2 separate regions of the Mus musculus genome follow, and region 2 is linked to region 1. The links are chromatin contacts, called in public HiChIP or PLAC-seq maps. All regions are on one chromosome and are shown on one strand. Each heading gives the region's core, a stretch centred on a gene start, on an enhancer-like site or on the middle of the called end of the contact. The rest is flanking DNA. Distances are from core to core; before and after follow the strand shown. Region 1 overlaps Irf4 (interferon regulatory factor 4). Region 2 holds the start of 4930519D14Rik (RIKEN cDNA 4930519D14 gene).

The links. HiChIP or PLAC-seq counts read pairs in DNA pulled down with a chosen protein or histone mark.
Region 2: a contact with region 1 is called in a BATF HiChIP or PLAC-seq map of CD8 T cells, with 10 read pairs. The contact joins the promoter of 4930519D14Rik here to the enhancer-like site in region 1. A contact is called at or near these places in 1 of 15 datasets of contacts at CTCF or cohesin (pro-B cells), 7 of 484 Hi-C or Micro-C datasets (B cells, CD8 T cells, Th1 cells and 3 more), 11 of 115 datasets of contacts at active chromatin or transcription factors (CD8 T cells, the SCID.adh cell line, T-cell acute lymphoblastic leukemia and 6 more) and 3 of 9 other capture datasets (adipose tissue, bone marrow-derived macrophages and liver).

The regions. Positions count from the first base shown.
Region 1 is chr13:30,758,558-30,765,626 of GRCm38.p6, reverse strand. It overlaps Irf4 (interferon regulatory factor 4), which reads right to left. Exons shown (of 9, transcript NM_013674.2): 8 at 4,143-4,255; 9 at 1-2,100. The coding sequence ends at 1,960. Among named protein-coding and RNA genes, the nearest start is that of Irf4, 13 kb to the right of the region's middle. Within about 2 kb of position 4,161, at least 58 of the 459 cell types and tissues checked have an H3K27ac peak or open chromatin away from gene starts, as enhancers often do. A contact at or near this core is called in B cells, CD8 T cells, the SCID.adh cell line and 4 more, where this site is marked.
Region 2 is chr13:30,610,449-30,617,517 of GRCm38.p6, reverse strand. It overlaps 4930519D14Rik (RIKEN cDNA 4930519D14 gene), which reads right to left and starts at 2,475. Exons shown (of 4, transcript NR_045975.1): 1 at 2,445-2,475; 2 at 1,562-1,756. Gm35109 (a long non-coding RNA gene) reads left to right here and starts at 2,643. Exons shown (of 4, transcript XR_001780836.2): 1 at 2,643-2,954; 2 at 3,080-3,176; 3 at 4,385-4,448; 4 at 5,682-6,554.

The DNA of each region.
Region 1 (7,069 bases), core at 2,912-5,411:
CCATACAGCATTTTCCAGAAAATTCAGCTTCACTGTTAAAACAGCTTAACATTAAGGAAAAAAACCAAAAACCAAAAGACTTCACATGGCAATTGAGACAAAGCATCTGCTTATGGACTGAAGAGTCATGGTCATACAGGACCAGGCAAGGGACCTTGGTGAAGTGCCAGATATGGTTAAGATACTCCAGGAGGACAGCTGTGGCTTGGGGCCTCAGGAAGAGTGCTTCCCGATTTTGCCTTCATCTTCCCTTGGGATAATATACCCCAGAATGTTTTGCATCTATAAGATGTATAAGTGACTTTAGTTCACGAGACTCAGTGGGCTGCTGGGATGGGTAGCTAAGAAGATGTCTAAACTGCACCTAGGCACATAGCAGTGGAAGTCCACATGCCACTCAAAAGATGAGGTAAATCTGTATAGTTGGGTACATAAGAGTGTCATCACATATCTCTCTCTCTCTCTCTAAGAAAGGGCAACTTCATATATATGTATTGAAAACTAAAACATGCTTAAAGGACAGACTGAACTCTTGGGGCTAATACTAGCAAGGAGGATTCGAACATAAAATGCATTTCAGTTCTTACCTTCTCTATGAAAAATGCTTCCATTTTCTGTAATGTGTATTATTTGTCAAAGGTTCCTTTTTAAAAATAAAACAATGAAATGAGACACCCAATGGTCCATTGCTTATTGAATGTATGCTGCTGAAAGACTTAAGAAGAAATATTAAGAGTGGCATGTTAAAAAAAAAATTAAAAAGAAGTAAGTGCCAAGTGTGCAAGAGCGCTTAACTCTTTCTGAGCCCGAAAGAGTCAGGAATGATGTTGTGGTAGGAGAAAAATCCCAGAGCATGGCAAAGCCACCTAAACAAAACAGTAACAATAAAGGATCAGACGGTTGTGAAGGCAAGTGAGACTCTTTGGGATTCTGTGAAAGAATGTGTTGTTGGAAAAGAAGCCCGGTAGCTTTGAGACTCTGTCAAACTATTATTGGCACAAGGAAGCATCTAATATACAAAATAAGCAGAAACAGCTCACTGAGTCTACAGCTGTACACTGAACCACTGGTGTCCGGGACAGTTCCCAACCTGCTCAAAGGCTCCGCCCTTCCAGTGTTGCCATGGGGACCACTGATGGCCAACAAAACAAATAGAAGGGGAAATGGCACAGAATTTTAAAAATCTATCTCTAGTATATTCGGTCTCTCTCTCTTCCTTTCTTTACAAAAAAGCAACAATTCTAAAGAATGAGAGGCAAAACAGAAAGGGGAGACAACAACAACAAAAAACTTTGTAGCCGTTGTTAGATCAGAGGAGATGCAAACATGTCTCATCTTATATGTCCCTGATGGTTTTTTGGCTCAAGTATGTGGCAACAAGAGTCCACCAGCTGGCTTTTAGGGAAGGGCAAGAAGAGGGAGCAAACAGGATGTAGGGTCTACTCAGAGAGAGTGCAGGATCAGGACATGATAGCCTAGACTGGACCTAAGAACCAAGTCCCTTCACTCAGTGGACATGATCTGGGCAACCTACAGCTCCTCTATCCAGGAATGCGTTTCTCTGTGAGTGGACAGCGTAGTCTCTAGTCTAGACTTTACTTCCCTGAGAAATGGACCAATAATACGTATGTCTTCTCTTGTCAGGGATTCATGCTGGCACAGGTTTTCAGTCTTCAAGCAAAAGTCCATCTATACCAGGCTAAAGCCAGCATTCAAGTACATGTAAACACAACACTGATCAAGTTTCACAGTTATAAGCCAGGGCACAGTCACCCAAGTCCTGGCACTTGTCAAGACCTGGATGACAGGCACTCTTCTGGGGGAAGCTCCTCTGTTGAGCAGATACAGCTGTTTTTCCTCACAAAGCCCTGTTGTTGTCTTCAAGTGGAAACCCACTCACTTCTTAGCTCTTCCAAAGAGAAAGGGCAGCAGCCGGCTGCCCTGTCAGAGTATTTCTTCTCACTCTTGGATGGAAGAATGACGGAGGGAGCGGTGGTAATCTGGAGTGGTAACGTGTTCAGGTAACTCGTAGCCCCTCAGGAAATGTCCAGTGTTTTGTTGAGCAAAGTAATACAGTTGTCTGGCTAGCAGAGGTTCCACCTTTAATAAGACATTTAAGAAAAAAAGACATCACTAGAATATTCTTCTCAACACCATACAATTGGGACATCATGAAATGACCCTAGGACTCTAAGTAAAAACCTACAAGCTGCACAGGATAACATAACACAGTGAAGCAGTTCACATTCAGAGCCATTTGAAAAACCAGTTTCATTTGCTCTTATAATACCTGGAATTAAAAACCCTGGAAAAAGAACTCTTGATTCTATAATAGAAGATAAATATGGCATTTTGAAACCAATCACCTCTTGGATTTGATATTTAGCGAATGAGTTAACTGGACATTATTGAATGAGATGACCAAATTAAAAGGCTAAGTAACATGCTGGGTAAGTGAGGCTCATGAGTCTGACAGAAGGGCTCATCCTGAAGAACCAGATGACTGTGAAATAGACAGAACTCTGAACCACAAGTAGAAGACAGAGCTGGCCAGCCACAAGACAGCAGCTCGCTGGCTCTGATGGACCTAGTTTGTTTATAAGCATCGATTGCATCCCCAGTCAAAGCCAGCCTCACCAAGTCAGGCTGTGTGCTCTGTAACAACCAATCATCAATAAATCAAGCCTCTTTGTTATTTGATATGTGATGTCTGGTAGGATTCCTCTGTAAGCACCCATATGAATTAAGTCTGTAATAAGGAGACCAGCAGAGTTCATGGGTGACCATGTATGTTTTCCATCTGTGGACCACGGGGCAGCATTTTGAGGCCCTTTGCCTATATGACTATTGTTGCTCCCTTTTTGCGGAGCCCCACTGCACCCAAAGTCCTTAAAATGAGATCTATGCTAGAATTTACTCACTACCTTAAAAAAAAAAATACTGCTTATCTATGCTAGATTCATCCACACATCTGCAGTCTCATTTGATATCAACCACCAGTTAGAACTGAGAAAAGGCTCAAGGCCAGGATCATAGTTTCATTGCCTTTTATTTTTTTAAGATTTATATGTATGTGAGTTCACTGTAGCAGTCTTCAAACACACCAGAAGATGGCATTAGAGCTCACTGCAGATGGTTGTAAGGCACATGTGGTTTCTAGGAATTAAACTCAGGACCTCTGGAAGAACAGCCTGTGCTCTTAACAACTGAGCCATCTCTCCAGCCCGTTTGTTGCTTCTTAGATTTTACTTTTTGCAACCGAGAAGGGAGGCTGGATGTTCAACATCAGTGCCCAACCCCCATCCTAGGCGGGGTTTAGAACCCAGGGCTTTACCACTGCCTAGCAAATGCCTTCCATTGCGCTGTATGCCTAGTCTTCAGTCTCCACTAAGAGATATCATCAGAGCTAATATCCCATTTGCACTGAGATATTGTGGCTATCTGGGACACAACCTTTACTCCACACTGCATACTTTTCAAGATATGTAATTAAGTAAAATTTTCTAATTAAAAAACATCATGTATTCAGAATTACCTTTTAATTATTAAGTGAGTGATGAACATTATCCGAATAAACCCTAGCTGTGAGGATAGACCGACCTACCTGATTCCTGGGAAGACTCAGCCTCCTCCACCTCCCTTGTCCAACTGTTAAATAACTCCCTAAAGTCCAGCAACAAAACGAGGGTCTGGGAACTATCTGAAGTTAGGAGGCACGATGAAGCATAATACATAACAGGCAGCCTCCCAGGGAGAAAGTGCTACTCTACTCGAAAGGACAGCATCTTTAAAACCACACAAGAAACAGAGATGTCGAAGGGCAGTACTTGGTCCCAACTATTGAAAATTCCTATAAAAGGGCAGGTAACTGTCTGTATGAAACAATAAAGAATACAGAACAAACAGAGCCTTGGGTCCAAGTCATCTGCCCTGCTGATTCGGTGGTGACAGAATTTGTCTGGAAGTAGGTTGCGGGTGCCTCCCTGAGCTGTGGTGTTCACTGGAGCCTGCTTCCTCCTGCACTATTTTAAGGTCTACATCTATTTTCCCAGGTGAGCTGACATTTACTCGTCACTTGCCACTTCTCTAAAAGGGACAGCTCCACAGTGTGTGATTTACGGGTGATGTAACCAGGTACTCACATGAGCTGTGATGAGCTTCCTCTGTCTCTGAGGGTCTGGAAACTCCTCACCAAAGCACAGAGTCACCTGGAATCTCGGTGCTGGCCGGCCATGGTGAGCAAACACTTGCAGCTCTGAAAACCCACAAGAAAGAAAGAAAAAAAAAAACCAAACTGTTCAGACACCTGGTAAAGCGGGTGAACGGAAAGCCAGAGTCACGTGGAAGTCTGCTTTGGGAGAGCCCGGGCTCTGTTCCCCTAAGTCCAGCCCTTAGAGCAGACCCTAGACACAAAATCACATGGTCAAGTTCACATATGATCTCCTGACTTGGCACTGGTTTTACTTCATTACTCTTAAGGAACATGACCCAACCTTAAGAACTTGGGTCTGCAGCACTACACTCACAGAAATGCACAAGGTCAAAGAGAAGAAGACAAAGAAGAAAAAGAAAAGTAGCCATGCTGAGTCAAGCAATCAGCACAGGCCAAGGAGACATTTTAATGTAAAGAGTCACAATGTTCTGATGGCCCAGGGTTATTTTTTTAACCTCACTAGCTAACCATGGAGGCCACGTGGTGTCTGGGCACCAAGAGCATCTGTTTCTCTCACCAGCTGTTGGCAGCTGTGTCCTACTTGGCACTAGGTCTAAAACTCCAAAACTGGAGAACCAGAGTAGGCTTCAATCTCACTTTGGGGACAGGATGATACAGGGAGAAGGGGACCAATGAAGCCCCTCTGACAAGGATGTCATGCTGAGGCTAGTCCTGCCTGAGAGACATGAAACAGACAAGATTGCTGAAAAGAAACCTGCCCATGGCTGGGGGCATCGCCACTTGGAGCAGAGCACTTGCCTTGTATGTGCAAGGCCTTGGCTTCCTCCCCCAGCACAAGCAGAAAGCCACATCCACTCACTGGCATTAACCTTTATTCCTCCTCCCAGAGCTAGGTTCCCAGGTCTTGTCTGCATCAAAGAACTGACATTAAAAAGCTGCCTCCACAGAGCAGGCATGAAGACTCTGCCCTGATCAGATATGAATTCTCAACTGTGCCTATGGGGACTGTCCCTAGTGGGGTGCAAATCCAGAATGGGTAGACATCAAAGATTTCCACTGCTCTCTGCAACCGAACTGCTTCTAGAAGCTCACAGAACTGACTTCCTGCATTTCTTTCTCTTTCTTCTTCCAGAATTTAAATCAAACCCAGGGGTTTAGGCACACTGTATAAAGTGCATAGCACTGTGGCCGGGAAGACACCTACGAGGGGCTAGGTCAGAATAGCAAGGGATGCGACTCTCTGAGAAAGCCCACCTCAGCCTGCTCTTCCCGGACCATTGGGTGGGCATCCTTAGGTTCTGAGGCTGTTGGGCCTCTCTGCAGCAATGTCATCTTCCCTGAGCCTCTGTGGGGCTTGGGGACTGTGGACAGCAAAAACAACAGGCCCCACTAGAGAAGAAGGGAACAAAGGGAAATAGCCCTTACTCATTAATAACTAATAAGTCCTAGGAAGCAAATTTCTAGTCCAAGGTGTCTGCTCTGTTTTGGCATTTGTTTCCTGCCAAATTGGATCCTCTTTGGCACACCAAGACTTAGTGTACCTCAAAGCCCTGTCGCTGGCAATTGTCACTATTCTGAGCTACCTTAATCAAGCAGGGAGTGAGTGGTAGCCTTCTGGAGGGCACATAGGACTTCCAGACCCCAGGGCAGATATAGGATGTGTGTACCTATCCATCTCCAGAAGTTATTTTTCTTTGCCTTGGACCACAAACACTAGAACTCACTCTAAGAGAGGCAAAGGCTGTCTGACCAAGGCTTAGATCACACCCAGCTCCAAGGATCTTCATCAGTCCTTGGAGCCAGAGACGCCTTGGAGCCTGAGACACCTTGGAGCCTGAGATGATTCTCTTTTCTGTGTCCCACCTCTCAGGGGAGGATATTTAGCAAGGAGCATGTTTGTTTTTGGAAACGAAAGAGGATTTGGATGAGCCTAAACAAATATTGGCCACTGGAGCTCAAAAGGCTGAGGAAACACCACTAGTACCAAGCACACTAGGGCTTGTCGTCTTCTTTGTAAATGAACAGAAGGAAGCAGCACATTGAGGACTCAGCAGTCCCCTTCTGTGTGCAGACCCAAGGCTAATGACTTCATAGAAGCCAGCCCTGGTCTAACGTAACCAAGGCAGAGCAAATTGGTTTTGGAGAGACAGCTATACTCCCCCACTCAGCGTTACCCGTCAGACCTGCTTAGACAAGGCATCATCCCAAGTACCCACAGTGATACACAGATAAAGAGAAAGTGACACGATACAGATACCCCAGTGGAATATCCCTAGCCTTTATAAAGAAGGAAGGCCTGTCATTAGTAATGACACAAATGAGCCTGGAGAACATCATGCCAAGTGAAATTACCCATGCACACAAAGACAAAGACCGTGACGCTCCATTGCATTGCGAACTCCAAAATAGTTGAGCTCATAAAAGTAGCGCCAAATGGCGGTCACCACACGTGGGAAGTGGCTAGGAAGCTGTGGGTCAAAGAATATAAACTGTCACTAAGACATGAGGAGTTTGCTGAACACAAGCTCAAGGACCAATCCTCATGACTAATAATGAATGGACCATGTGCTTAAAAAAATATCGAGAGTAGATTTCAAGTAATGTTCTTACCAAATTAAAAAAAGATAGACAGGCAAGGTGATATGCATGCTAATTAGTGGATTTAGCCAGATCCTAGTGTGCACGCATTTTAAAGCATCACAGTGTGCATGGATGAGAAGGAGCAAGGCAAGTCCCGGTTCAAGAAAAGGAAAGCACAGGAAAGCCAGAGCTGTGAGCTGCTTGGGAAGGGCATTGGGAAGAAAGCAAGCTTAGGATATGATGGGGTGAGGGAATGACAATTAGCAGTCAGCAGAGCAGCCTGCTTCCTTAAAGGCATCCTCGGCTACGTTTCTA
Region 2 (7,069 bases), core at 1,226-3,725, 150 kb after region 1:
ACGTACGCAGTTGAAGACAATGAACTAGTCTTATGGAGGCACAGTGCTAGCAACCAGAGATGCTATGGGTATATAAGTGTAATATCTGTGTTGTGCCCAGAAGACAGCACTTTACAGCTTTCTCCCAATCATCTGAAATATACATTCTTTCTGCCCCATTTTCTGGAATGTCCCCCAAGCCTTAGAAAGGGTAGTATAAATACCTTTTTAGGGTTGCACAACTCACAGTCACTTATTCTCAGCATTTTGAACAAACATGAGTATCTGCATGCACTTCCATCCAGTATAAAGGGGATAGTCTCTGACTATCAGGTCTTGGAATATCACTTGTCTATGAAAATTATTAAAAGGTGACTCCATACTATGCAAACATCAAAGTACCGGCAGTAAGTCCATCTCTCCTATAGTCTATCCTCTCTCCAGCCACTGGTTTTGACCTGGTTTACAGGACTGAGTACAACTTCTCTCTTGTGGGGTTCAAATCCAATCACAGAGTGGGTGGTTACCTCTGTAACAGTCGTGTCATTATTGCACTAGTTGTCCCTTTCTGCATAGCAAGTTAATATAGCATGCAAGGTCCACAGTTAGGTGAACTCTTACAAGTTTTCCTCCTTAACAGCCTGCCTAACAACTTCTTCAATCGTATAATTAGTCAGCAGGGGGGAGAGATACTTTATTTCATTACATTTAAAAGATATAAGATACAATTTGCTAAACGCATGAAACTCAAGAAGAACGAAGACCAAAGTGTGGACACTTTGCCCCTTCTTAGAATTGGGAACAAAACACCCATGGAAGGAGTTACAGAGCTTTTGGAGCTGAGACAAAAGGATGGACCATCTAGAGACTGCCATATCCGAGGATCTATCTTATAATCAGCCTCCAAATGCTGACACCATTGCACACACTAGCAAGATTTTGCTGAAAGGACCCAGATATGGCTGTCTCTTGTGAGACTATGTCGGGGGCCTGGCAAACACAGAAGTGGATGCTCACAGCCAGCTATTGGATGGATCACAGGGCCCCCAATGGAGGAGCTAGAGAAAGTACCCAAGGAGCTGAAGGAATCTGCAATCCTATAGGTGGAAAAACAATATGAACTAACCAATACCCCCCGGAGCTCATGTCTCTAGCTGCATATGAATCAGAAGATGGCCTAGTTGGCCATCAGTGGAAAGAGAGGCCCATTGGTTGTGCAAACTTTATATGCCTCAGTACAGGGGAACGCCAGGGCCAAGAAGTAGGAGTGGGTAGGTAGGGGAGTGGGTGGGGAAGCATGTGGGGGACTTTTGGGATAGCATTGGAAATGTAAATGAAATAAATACCCAATAAAAAGTGAAAAAAATAAATCTAAAAAAATAATAAAATAAAAATAAAAAAACATAATCACAGGTCCTATAAAAATAAATGAAATAATTCTTAATTTTAAAATATGTGAATAAATGCCGTGACTAGACACTTTAAAAAAAAAAGGAAAAATGGCTATTATAATCAATTCAGTAAAAATTCCAAGAGTTATACATATGTAGGGAAGGAATTAGGAATTATAAGGTAATCTTACAAAATTGTTAGAACTGTTCTTTCACGAAGTAATGTTGGATACAAGTTGGTAAACCATCGAATCACCCATCACAAGGACAGTGTGCAGTGTGCCATCTGAAGTCCTCCTGTTAGAAACAAGGATGGAATATGGATGGGAACATCAATACTCGGCAGCATGTTTGCAGTGGTAACCACGGTAGGTGTTTATCAAGCTCTGTGGACAAAAGAAAGAGTATTTGTATTTTGTTCTATGATAAACCTCCAGTTCAGGGCTGTATTGTACGACAAAAGTTGTCCCAAGGAGATGCAACACACAAGTCTGCTCACCCCAGAGAGGAAACTCATGACAAACCAAAAACAAATACCAACCAAGTCCAACTTGGTGAACCAGTGAGTTTTGTTGGGGGTTATTCACAGAAATAAGGTTGAAGGAGTTAATTACAGGAGCAGAAAAAAAAACACAAATACAAACTGCATCACCAAATCCCACAGTAGCATAGATAACCCTGGGAACCTGGATCACACAGCACACCCTGTCTGCAGGGAGCTCAGTAAGTTGGGTTGTAGCTCTGGACTTGAATCTCTTCCAGACAACTGGTCTGGTCTCAGAGTCTTCTCTGCAGCTTGTCCTGTCTGAGAGTTACTCTCAGCTTTTTATTATGCTGACACAGACTAGTGAATCTGGTCAGTTTCAGGGCTGAAGCTATTTTTGAGTTGCTTACCTCCCTGTTTAAAAAGGCTCCCTGAATGATGGAATGTTTCAATATCAGAAGAAACTGTTACCCAAGAGGGTGAAACTTTGAAGCTAGAAGCTTAAAAGTAATGCAAAGGCCACATAAGCCGATAACCCTCTAGAAGCTTCTAGAAGCACCGAAGTGCCACAGAGGCATACGATTTCCTACCTTTAACAGTTATGCCTGAAGCCTGGGTGACCTGTAGTCCAACGATAATGGGAATGGGGATGAGTTAACTCAGGGTCAAAGGAAATTACCAAAAAAGAAAAACATAGAAGTGGTATATCTGGGAAGGCAGGCCTCCGTTGCCTTGGACTCTGTGAGAGTGGTTGCCATGGCACCAGCAGTCAACAGGCTTCTTGTGACCCCTCAGAGCCAGTAGGTCTCAAATGAACTTGGCTCTTGGATATGAGCACATGCTTGAAATGAGGGGAGGGTGAGAAGGCAGACCTGAGAGGGCGTGTCTATGCCATAGGGAGAAAAAAACACTCAAAGAGAAGCCTGCTCCAGACTCAGAAAAGCCAGACCATTGCACTTTCTGTCCACATGGCTTCCAAGGCAGAAACCAAGCTTCCATATGCCTATGACAGTTCTTTCCAGAAAATCCTTCAGTTTCCTCAGAAACCCAGATTCCCAGGACCTGGTATAGATGCACCAACAGGGCAAAGATCTGGCTTGGTGAGGTTGTGCTTGTGGTTATCCTTTCAATGCCTTGGTTGTCCACCTGGCTTAATAGACTCTGATCATCTCTTATCATATGAAATGTATAAATAATTTGACCTCTCGCTCTCTGTTCTCCCCAGTGAGAAGTTTCTTTTTGTAAAGTGACTAACCATACTTCTTCACACTTGTCTCTGTGTGGGTGGGCACCCTGTCCTGGTCCTGGTCAGTTTAAACAAGGTAAGTTTCTTTTCTGCCCTTTGATGTCAGGAAGGAAAAAAAAAAACTGAGAAACCAAGAGACAGAGAGAGAGACAGAGAAAGAACATGCCTGAGAGAGACAGAAAGAGAAAGAGGCATAAATGGAAACAACTACTGAGGGGAGGGGGTGAGAGTGAGAGAGACACTGAGAGAGAAGAGAGAGAGCACTCGGAGGGAAAGCAACTCGTTCTAGGAAAGTGTCCAAACTCTTCTTCCTTCCTTTTAACTTTTGTTTATGAAAGGGAAGATCTTGGTGCTCACTCATCCCAGGTTTCTAAGGTGAGAACTGTTGCTTTTGGGCCTATCTGGGTTCACTGTGGACATGGGTAGGCCACACAGAAAGGAAGGGGGAGGCACTTTTGAAGAAAGATATGAGTCCCTGGCTAAGGAATGGAAGACAACTTACTGACAGTGGGAAACTCGGAAGAATGTGTTCCCAAGTGTCCGTGTGTCAGAAAAACGCAGCTCCAGCTCCCAAGCTGATCCGAGAATGCTCTCCACATTTCTGCTTCTATCCAGGCACCATCCATGGTATAGGATCCAGTGTCACAGAAACAGAAGGGGCGAGGGAAAGGGTCAGCAGTGCTTTGGACCAAAAAACAAATTCTAGGTGCTTGGGCAGAACAAGGGATAGCCTTTACCTCCATCCCGTTTGTTCCCCTCCAAGGCTCGCTCTCTCTCTCTCTCTCTCTCTCTCTCTCTCTCTCTGCAGAGCTGGATTCCCAGGTAACTCTACAGTTTGCAACAGGCACTTTCTTTTCCAAGATTCTTAATTGGTATGCAAAATAGCAGGCTTTATTGTAACATGCTTACACATACTTATTATGTACCTTGTTAATATTCATAAGCCCCAAGACACTTTTCTCTTTCTCTCAGCTTTCTGGTTGGTTCTTTGCGCTCCATGAAGTGGTGTGTGTGTGTGTGTGTGTGTGTGTGTATCATTATATATAATTTATAAACAAAACACACACATATATGTCAAGATTCCACATATGAGAGGTGTAATGCATGTCTTTCTGAGTTGGGACTTATTTTGTTTAGAGTGATCACTTCCAGTCCATGTATTTTCTTGCTTATGATTTTGTTCCTCTTTATAATTGAATAAAACTCCACTGTGTATAGTTCCTATTATCTTTATCTGTTCTTCCATCGGCAGCTACCTATACTGACTCCATATCTTTTCTACAGGCACTTTCTTCTGATCATCATCATTGATAAAGATTTCTGGACCAGTATTTACTCATTGCTCATGGTGAGTTCAGGTCCCAAGTTTCCTTTCCAAACCTTCTTATTGGGGCAGTACAGTGTATGGAGCTGGTCCGTGTGGGTCAATATTTAGTTCCCTACTGTGCCATTGTATAACTTTAAGAAAATAATTTACCTCTCAGCTTCCTTATATGAGAAGCCAAAACGAGGCTCACAAAGCATGACCTTTAAAATCAAAATGATGGAAAAGACACGTTTCTACTTGACTCATTTTTAGCATTGTTGTTGCTGCGATTATTATTATTATTAAGCTTTGTCTAACTCCATTTGTATTTCGGTTAATCAGCTTTTTATCATTGGCCAGAATAACTGAGATAATTAGCCTAAATGTTTATTTTGGTCCATGGGTTCAGTTTATGGTTGCTTAGCACCATTGCTTTTGTGGCAACACAGCACATAGCAGGGAGTATGTAAGAGAGGAAGAAGCTCATCTATGGCAGCAGAGGAGGAGGAGGAAGGGAGGAGGAGGAAGGGAGGAGGAGGAGCAGGAGGAAGAGGAAGCACTGGATTATTATAGTCTCCTTTTCGGACACCCCTAGTGACTTGACAACCTCACTAGGAGGACCTCCTAGACTCCAACACCTCCAAGTGGCACTACAGGACCTTTCATGGGTCTTTGCAGGAATAATCCAGGCTCCAGATATCACTGTTTCCCTGGGTTGAATACCAGTTGGCTGCACAGTGGTACTGTGGTGATTCTATGGAACAACGGCTGCTCCGGCTACTGCCTGTACAAGCTCAAAAGAGGAAGCGAGGTACCCTCAGCTCCCCTCTCTCCCCACTCACCCTGTACACTCCCTGCTGGAGCAGCAGTGGCTGAGACACACACATCAGTCTTGTTCACTCATCTGAGCTTAGACAGTGCAGAGAAGGGAGCAATGTGTTTGATTCTCTCAGAATACGATGACCTCAATATAGGTCCTTGCTGAAGGTTTTGTGCATGCTTCCTGCTTTATGAGGACCTGCATCTCTTCCCTACAGCCCTCCTAATAAATCACCCCAGACTCGGGGCCTGAAAGCCAAAGCCACAGTTATTCTCCAGCCTCAGAATCTTGGAGGTCAGAACCTCGAGAATAAGCTGTTGAAAAAGTCCCAGCTCTTTCTCACTTTCTGCCGGTGGCTGGCAAAGTATGGTGTCCCTTCCATATAGATGTCACTCTAGCTTCTTCCCTGGATCATGTGGCCTTTTCTCTGAGCATCTGTGTCCTTTGTTCCCTAGGACATCAGCCATCATCCTATTCCAGCATGACCTCATCTGAACTTCACAAATTACAACGGTGGTGACACTGTTTCCAAACAAGGTCACGTACTAGAGGTTAGAATGCCAATGTGTCATTTTACAGGACAAGATTCAGCTTCTAATAATGTACTCCACTCAAAATGGAGCTCATGATCCGCCCTCTTTAGATTCATAGATAGGCAATGAATGGCAGCCTTTCCTGATGCTGTGGGCCCCTGATCTATATAGAACAGGCTAGTCACAAGGCACATGAAGCTTATGATAGGACCCAGAGTCTCTCCAGAAAGTTTCTGCACTCTACCTTAACAGAAAAATGGGTCTTTTCTCAAGGGAAGCCAATGTATTTACTATTTAGGAGACAGAAGGCTTCTTGACATTTAAAACAACACCTTCCCATTTATGAAAGAAGATGAAGAATAAGGAATTCTTTTCCAGTAATAGATACACTTGAGCAGTTTCTGGGCAAGACCACCAGTTCACTGAGCATACCTGATCAGCTCTATGGCTTTGGAGTGGCTGGTTTTGTGTCAACTTGACACAAGCTGGAGTTATCACAGACAAAGGAGCTTCAGGTGAGGCAATGCCTCCAAGAGATCCATCTGTGAGGCATTTTCTGAATTAGTGATGAAGGGGAGAGGGCCCCCTGTGGTTGATTCCATCTCTGAGCTGGTAGTCTTGTGTTCTATAAGAAAGCACGCTGAGCAAGCCAGGAGAAGCAAGCCAGTAAGTAACATCCCTCCATGGCCTCTGTATCAGCTCCTGCTTCCTGACCTGCTTGAGTTCCAGTCCTGGCTTCTTTTGGTGATGAACAGCAATGTAGAACTATAAGCTGAATAAAGTCTTTCCTTGTTACTTGGTTGTGATGTTTGTGCAGGAATAAAAATCCTGACTAAGTCAGGCTCTACATTGACAAATGATCTCCCCGGGACCCCTTGTAGTAGCATGACTCTGGACAATGTGTTCCTCATATTCCCATGTTGCTCTCATAAAAAACAGCCTCAGAGATCTTTCTGTTCACTCAACAAGAATTGCTTTTCTAGAGACACCAGCTCCGAGGGGTACTGGTTAGTTCATATTGTTGTGCCATCTATAGGGTTGCAAACCCCTTTAGCTCCTTGGGTACTTTCTCTAGCTCCTCCATTGGGGGCCCTGTGATCCATCCAATAGCTGACTGTGAGCATCCACTTCTGTGTTTGCTAGGCCTCAGCATAGTCTCACAAGAGACAGCTATATCTGGGTCCTTTCAGCAAAATCTTGCTAGTGTATGCAATGGTGTCAGCGTTTGGAAGCTGATTATGGGATGGATCCCCGGGTATGGCAGTCTCTAGATGGTCCATCCTTTCGTCTCAGCTCCAAACTTTGCTGCA